2 separate regions of the Mus musculus genome follow, and region 2 is linked to region 1. A link is a contact called in public HiChIP or PLAC-seq data. All regions are on one chromosome and are shown on one strand. The core of a region is the stretch at or near the end of the contact, and the rest is flanking DNA. Distances in the headings are between cores, read along the strand shown.

The links. HiChIP or PLAC-seq counts read pairs in DNA pulled down with a chosen protein or histone mark.
Region 2: a contact with region 1 is called in an H3K4me3 HiChIP or PLAC-seq map of bone marrow-derived macrophages, with 2.5 times the contacts expected there. The contact joins the promoter of Churc1 here to the enhancer-like site in region 1. A contact is called at or near these places in 1 of 39 promoter capture datasets (embryonic stem cells), 1 of 484 Hi-C or Micro-C datasets (nephron progenitors), 13 of 115 datasets of contacts at active chromatin or transcription factors (bone marrow-derived macrophages, embryonic limb bud, embryonic stem cells and 3 more) and 3 of 9 other capture datasets (adipose tissue, liver and pancreatic islet).

Annotation. Positions count from the first base shown.
Region 1 is chr12:76,614,005-76,616,704 of GRCm38.p6, reverse strand. The region is part of intron 15 of Sptb (spectrin beta, erythrocytic); the gene reads left to right. Among named protein-coding and RNA genes, the nearest start is that of AI463170, 67 kb to the right of the region's middle. Within about 2 kb of position 1,309, at least 57 of the 459 cell types and tissues checked have an H3K27ac peak or open chromatin away from gene starts, as enhancers often do. A contact at or near this core is called in adipose tissue and bone marrow-derived macrophages, where this site is marked.
Region 2 is chr12:76,764,145-76,766,844 of GRCm38.p6, reverse strand. Churc1 (churchill domain containing 1) reads right to left here and starts at 1,307. Exons shown (of 4, transcript NM_206534.2): 1 at 1,207-1,307. The coding sequence starts at 1,245.

The sequences.
Region 1 (2,700 bases), core at 60-2,559:
TCCTAGTATGAAATGCATTCGGTCCCACTTCAAAAGCCCCCATCGCCCCTGAGTTTCAGTGCTGTTTTAAAGTTCACAGTCTCTTCTGAGACTCAAGGCAAACTCTTAAGCGTAACCCCTGACAAAACAAAAATCAAATTCTATAATTCCAACATGTAATGGCACAGAATATACATCTCTATCCCAAAAGGGCACAGTGAAGAAATGCTGGATCAAAGCGAAACCCAGCAGGGCGAACTCCAAATCCTATAGCTCGATGTCCAGTCTCAGAGAGCTTAGGGGCTTTAGGCGCCATCCCTCCAGCCCTGCTCTGCAGCGTGCTTCTCTCCCTTAGGCTGGTTCCACTTCCTGTGTGTAGCTCTTGGCATCTCCACCATCTTGGGGTTTCCACTGCAACCCAGGCTTCGTTTTCACAGCTTCATGTAATGACCTCTTAAGCTTGTCTTCTCAGGGCGGCCATGTAGGGCTTCCCCTGTCATAGGGGCCTGGTGTCAGCCGCTCTTTGATACAGTGGAGGGAGAATCCACGAATCTTTCCTTCTTGCCTTCTTTGTGTCTCTAAAGTCAGTGCCACATGATGGCACTGCCAAGTTAGGCTACCAGTTGGAATGGGCTGATGCCTGCTGTTTAAGCGTGCGTGCGTGCGTGCGTGCGTGCGTGCGTGCGTGTGTGTGTGTGTGTGTGGTTTTTTGACACAGATTTTCTTTGTGTGTAGCCCTGACTGTTGTGTAACACACTCTGTAGAAACCAGGCTGGCCTTGAACTCAGAGATCTGCCTGCCTCTGCCTTCTGAGTGCTGGGATTAAAGGCAAGCACAACCAGCGCCCAGTTTAGCAGTGGCTTTCTAGGAGCCAAAACAAGCAAACAAACAACACACACACACACACACACACACACACACATTTCTTTCAGCTCTCTTCACCAGTTGGGAATTCAGCTGGGTGGGGTCTTGCCCTGAGGCTGCCTTTTTCCTACTCCAGTGCAGCAAAGCCTCTCTTTATGGCGCCAGTCTCCTTAGCAACCCCTTCCAGCGCTGCCCTGTTTAGAACATTAAGCCTACTGGTGCTCCTTTCCCTCTAAACCATACATTTTGTATTTCTTTCTGCCCCACTTGCTCTCTTTCGTTGCAGACCTGCCTAGGACTATCAGTAATGCCTAGGCCACAGGCTGAGCAGACATCTAGTCTTGGCGTTTCCTTCATCGAAGAAATTAGGTCATTACTTTTAAATTTAGCCTCAGGGAAGTTCTTACGGCTTGGGCATTTGCCAAAATAATACAGGAACGGTCTGTAAGCCCGATGCGGTTGCTGCCCTTGCTTTCCTCTGAAACCTCTTGGGCTGGACCTCTGTAGTCCGGGTGGCTCTCAGCTCTGCTGTCTTCCAGGCTCCTACTAAAATGGCTTGTTAGACTCTAACAACATCCAACTGCTTTTCTAGTCCTAAATTCCAAAGTCTTTTCATGTTCCATCAAACAAAAAAACCCCAACATGGTTAGGTTCTTCAGAGCAGCAGCCAATCTCTGCTACCAACCTCTGTATCCGTTACTTTTCTACTGTGGTGACAGAACACCATGACCAAGGCAATTTAGAAAAGGAAGTGCTGATTTGGGTCTAGTGGGAAGCAGAAGGCACAGCAGCAGGAACGGGAAACTGGGAGCTCATATTCTAAACCCTGAGCACAAAGCAGAAAGAGTGAACGGGAAGTCTGTCCAAAGTGATGTACTTCCTCAAACAAGGCTCTGTCCGCCTCTGAGAGGTTCCATAACTCCTCCCAGACGGTGCCACCAACTGGGAACCAAGTGTTCAGATACCTGAGCTGGGGGTGGGGGGTGGGGGAGTATGTGTGTGTGTTGGGGGGGGGGTTCTCATTCAAGCCACCACACAAGCATTCAGTTTACAAGTGTGCTGTTTTCAACCGGTGAGCAATGGGTAAGCTTGGCCCGGAGGGAGGTGTCCCCAGTGGTCTGCCCTGGCTGACAGGCAACTCTTCTAAAGAGGTTTATTGGATGTTGCAGACTAACGGGAGACTCCAGCACGTTTGTCAGACCTCCGTATGTTTCCCAGTTTCATAGCAGCATTGTGCCTGAAGGTGGATGTCACTGTGTATTGCCGGGGGAAGTCCCTCCTGGAGTCTGCCCCTCTCTCCCCTTGCTTCCTTTCTCTTTTCACCAGACCTCTTTTGTTTTTGTTTTGCTTTCAGGCCCTAGGGCACTTTGAATGTGGCCCTGGGCATTTTCATACTTCTTCTAGAGAAGCTAGGGACTGTCCTGAAGCATTCTTGAAGTTAATAATGTGAGCTTTTTAGGTATTTCCAACATTTCTAAAACTCTGGGGAAACTGTATAAAGAATGTCTCTGACTTGTGGCAGGGTTAGAACCTGATGAACCCACTGTGAGTGGTTGGCATCATAAGCAGGAAACGCATTTGCAGAGGTGAGTGGATAACGGACAGAGCTCACTCTGTGAGTAAGAGGACCAGAATTCAGACCTCTAACACTCACATAAAAACCAGCCATGGCTACCTGCGATTGTATTCCCAGCATGGGGGTGGAGTGGGGTAGAGACAGGCAGCTGGCACTGCCAGCCAGCTGGCCTCACCAAAACCGCATGCTTCAGGTCTAGTGAGAGACTGTCTCGAAAAGTAAGATGGGGACTGGCAGAGCAAAACCCCTGACATCCTCCTGTGGCCTCCACACAGGGGAGC
Region 2 (2,700 bases), core at 58-2,557, 150 kb before region 1:
TTGAACTTGGAGATCTGCTTGCCTCTGTCTCCCCAGTGCTGGGATTAGAGGTGTGTGCCCATCACTCACAAACTATTAAGAGAAAGAACTATGAGGATGTTTTCCCTCCCAGCCAACTCAAGGGTCCTTCATCTTGCTATTGTCCTGCAGATCCTTCCTCCTCTAAATCATCGTCCAAACCCACCTTATGTGGAAGGAGAACACCGCAGCCCCATTCCTGCTCAATCTTCCTTTTCACTACGTTTAAACAGCAGCCTGTCAATCCTATGCCCCCAAATTGCAAGCCCAGAAGCAGCCCCAGAGCCTTGGCAGTCACTCCTTCACAGAGCAGCCAAGCACTCTCTACACACATCAACGTGCAGTAGTGATTCCCTGAAAGAACAGTAAGAGCCAAGCCTCAAAACCTCCTAAGCCCGAGAGGCGCAAAGGCTTAAAATAAGAGCAGGGGGTATAGTTCTGTTGGCAGAGTGCTTGCCTGGTAGGGACACATGCTGGGGTCAGGCCTCAGTGCTAAGAAGGGAAGGGGAAAGGGAAGGCGCAAGGAAAAGAGAACGGGACGAGGCGGAGAGGGAGATCACAATCTAGTCTCGGCTCTCATACTTGGGCAGGTGATAGGTCCTCTCTGGGGACCAGTTCTGCCATCTTCAAACGTGGGTTAGAACCAGAGGCTGGAAGTGTAGCTCAGTCGGTGGCAAGCTTGCCTCCGCACCAAGCTCTCACTTCCATCCCTAACATTTTCTAAATTGAGCCCAGTGGCGCGCGCTTGTAATGCCAGCGTTCAAGAGGTATGTGGAAGGAGGATCAAAGTCAAACAAAATCCTCCTCGGGTACATAGAGAGTTCGAAACCAGCCTGGGCTACACAAAACCTGTCTCAAAAAAGGTGGATTTTAAAATGACCTCATACGTTCATTCAGCGACAGAATGAGGTAAAAAGAATTCCATCAAGTCGAGCTGGAGGATGAAGCCGGGATCGCGTCAGGGCCTCAGAGGCTGCTGTCAATTTGGGTGGGTAGGTAATTTTGAGGGTTCCCCGTTGTCCCCAGCAACAGAACCGGAAGGACCGCTGACGTCAGCCACCAGAGGGAACCTGCGGCCGGTACTCAGGGTCACTGGGGTGACAGGACTGCAGAGTGGGCCCCTGGCCTGTCTAGGAATATCGGTCGAACACCGAGCCTGCGAGAGGCTCTTCGCGCCCACTTGCTCACCCGATTGGGGTACTCCTTCTCCACACAGTCCCCACACATCGTCACGCAGTTTTCGGAGAACGACCCCAGCGACACCCGGAAGGCGAAACCTCGCGAGAGTTGAGATATCGATTTTGTCGCACACGATCTAAGGACTCCACAGCTGGCTAAAAGTCTCCGCCCATAGCAACGGTTGTTAGGCGGTCTCCGGGTAAGGAGGGTGCACCGAGGACTGGACTCAAAAATCTTCAGGTATTGAAAAGATCTGAGGACTCAAAGAAGTGTCGAAAAGAGGAAGAGGCTTTGAGCCTGAAAGAACTTCTAATAGGCGCCTTCTTGAATTCTGATTAAAAAAGAATTACAGAAGTACAGCAAAAAGGGGAATTGTTTCTTCTTGCCTCCATTTTTACCAGACTCAAAAAACCTGAAATGACAGTTTAAATACCATTTTGTGCTATAATAACAGATAAGAGATCAGACTTCAGAGAAGGAGTAAGCTGGTGTTTGGGAAGAGAAGCTTAGAGCGCTGTCGAGAACCTACTAAATTATTTAAATTAGATTCTTATCATACGCCTTGTACAAAAATCAATTCAAAAATGGATCAAAACCCATTATCTAAAACAGGAAACACTGAAACTTCCAGAAGAAAACATAGGGGATAGTTGTCAAGATATTGGGTTGGAGGGGCTGGAGAGATGGCTTAGCCATTAGGAACACTGAATGCTCTTCCAGAGGACCCAATTTCACTTCCCAGAACTCACATGGCAGCTCACAACTGTCTGTAACTCCAAGATCTGACACCCTAACACAAACACACATGCAGGCAATGTGCATAAAATAAAAGTAAATTTTTTAAAAAAGACACTGCTTTGGACAAGAACTTTTTAATTAGCACAGGAACACTAACACTAACAGAAACTAACCCTTAGTATCAACGGACTACACGAAAAGTTTCTATTCAGCAAAGGACACAATTAGCAGAAAAAAACAGTCCTCAGCATGGGAAACATCTTTACCAGCCATATTTCAAACAAGAGGCAAATATCCAGAATTTATAAGAATTGCAGAAACTAAATACCAAGGAAACAAAACTGCCAGTCAATAAATGGGCAAATGAATTGAATAGACACTTTTCAAAATTAAAAAAAAAAACAAAACATGGCCAATAAGTGTTCATTGTCCTCAAACATCAGGGAAGTGCAAATTAAAATTATTTTTTAGATACCCTCTCACCCCTGTCGGAATGGCTCTCATCAATAAATCTGATGACAAATGCTGGGAAGGATGTGGAGAGAAAGGAACTGTTAGTCACTGTTGGTGGGAGTGCAAATTAAAATACAGACATTGTAGAATCAGTTTGGTGACTACTCAAAAAGTTAAAACTAGAATCACCATATGAACCTGTTATTCTATTCCTGGGCATTTACCCAGAACACATAGGAATATTTACACCCCTGTGTTTATTCCTGATTTATTTACTCTACCAAGAATTAAGATCAACCTAGTTGTCTGTCA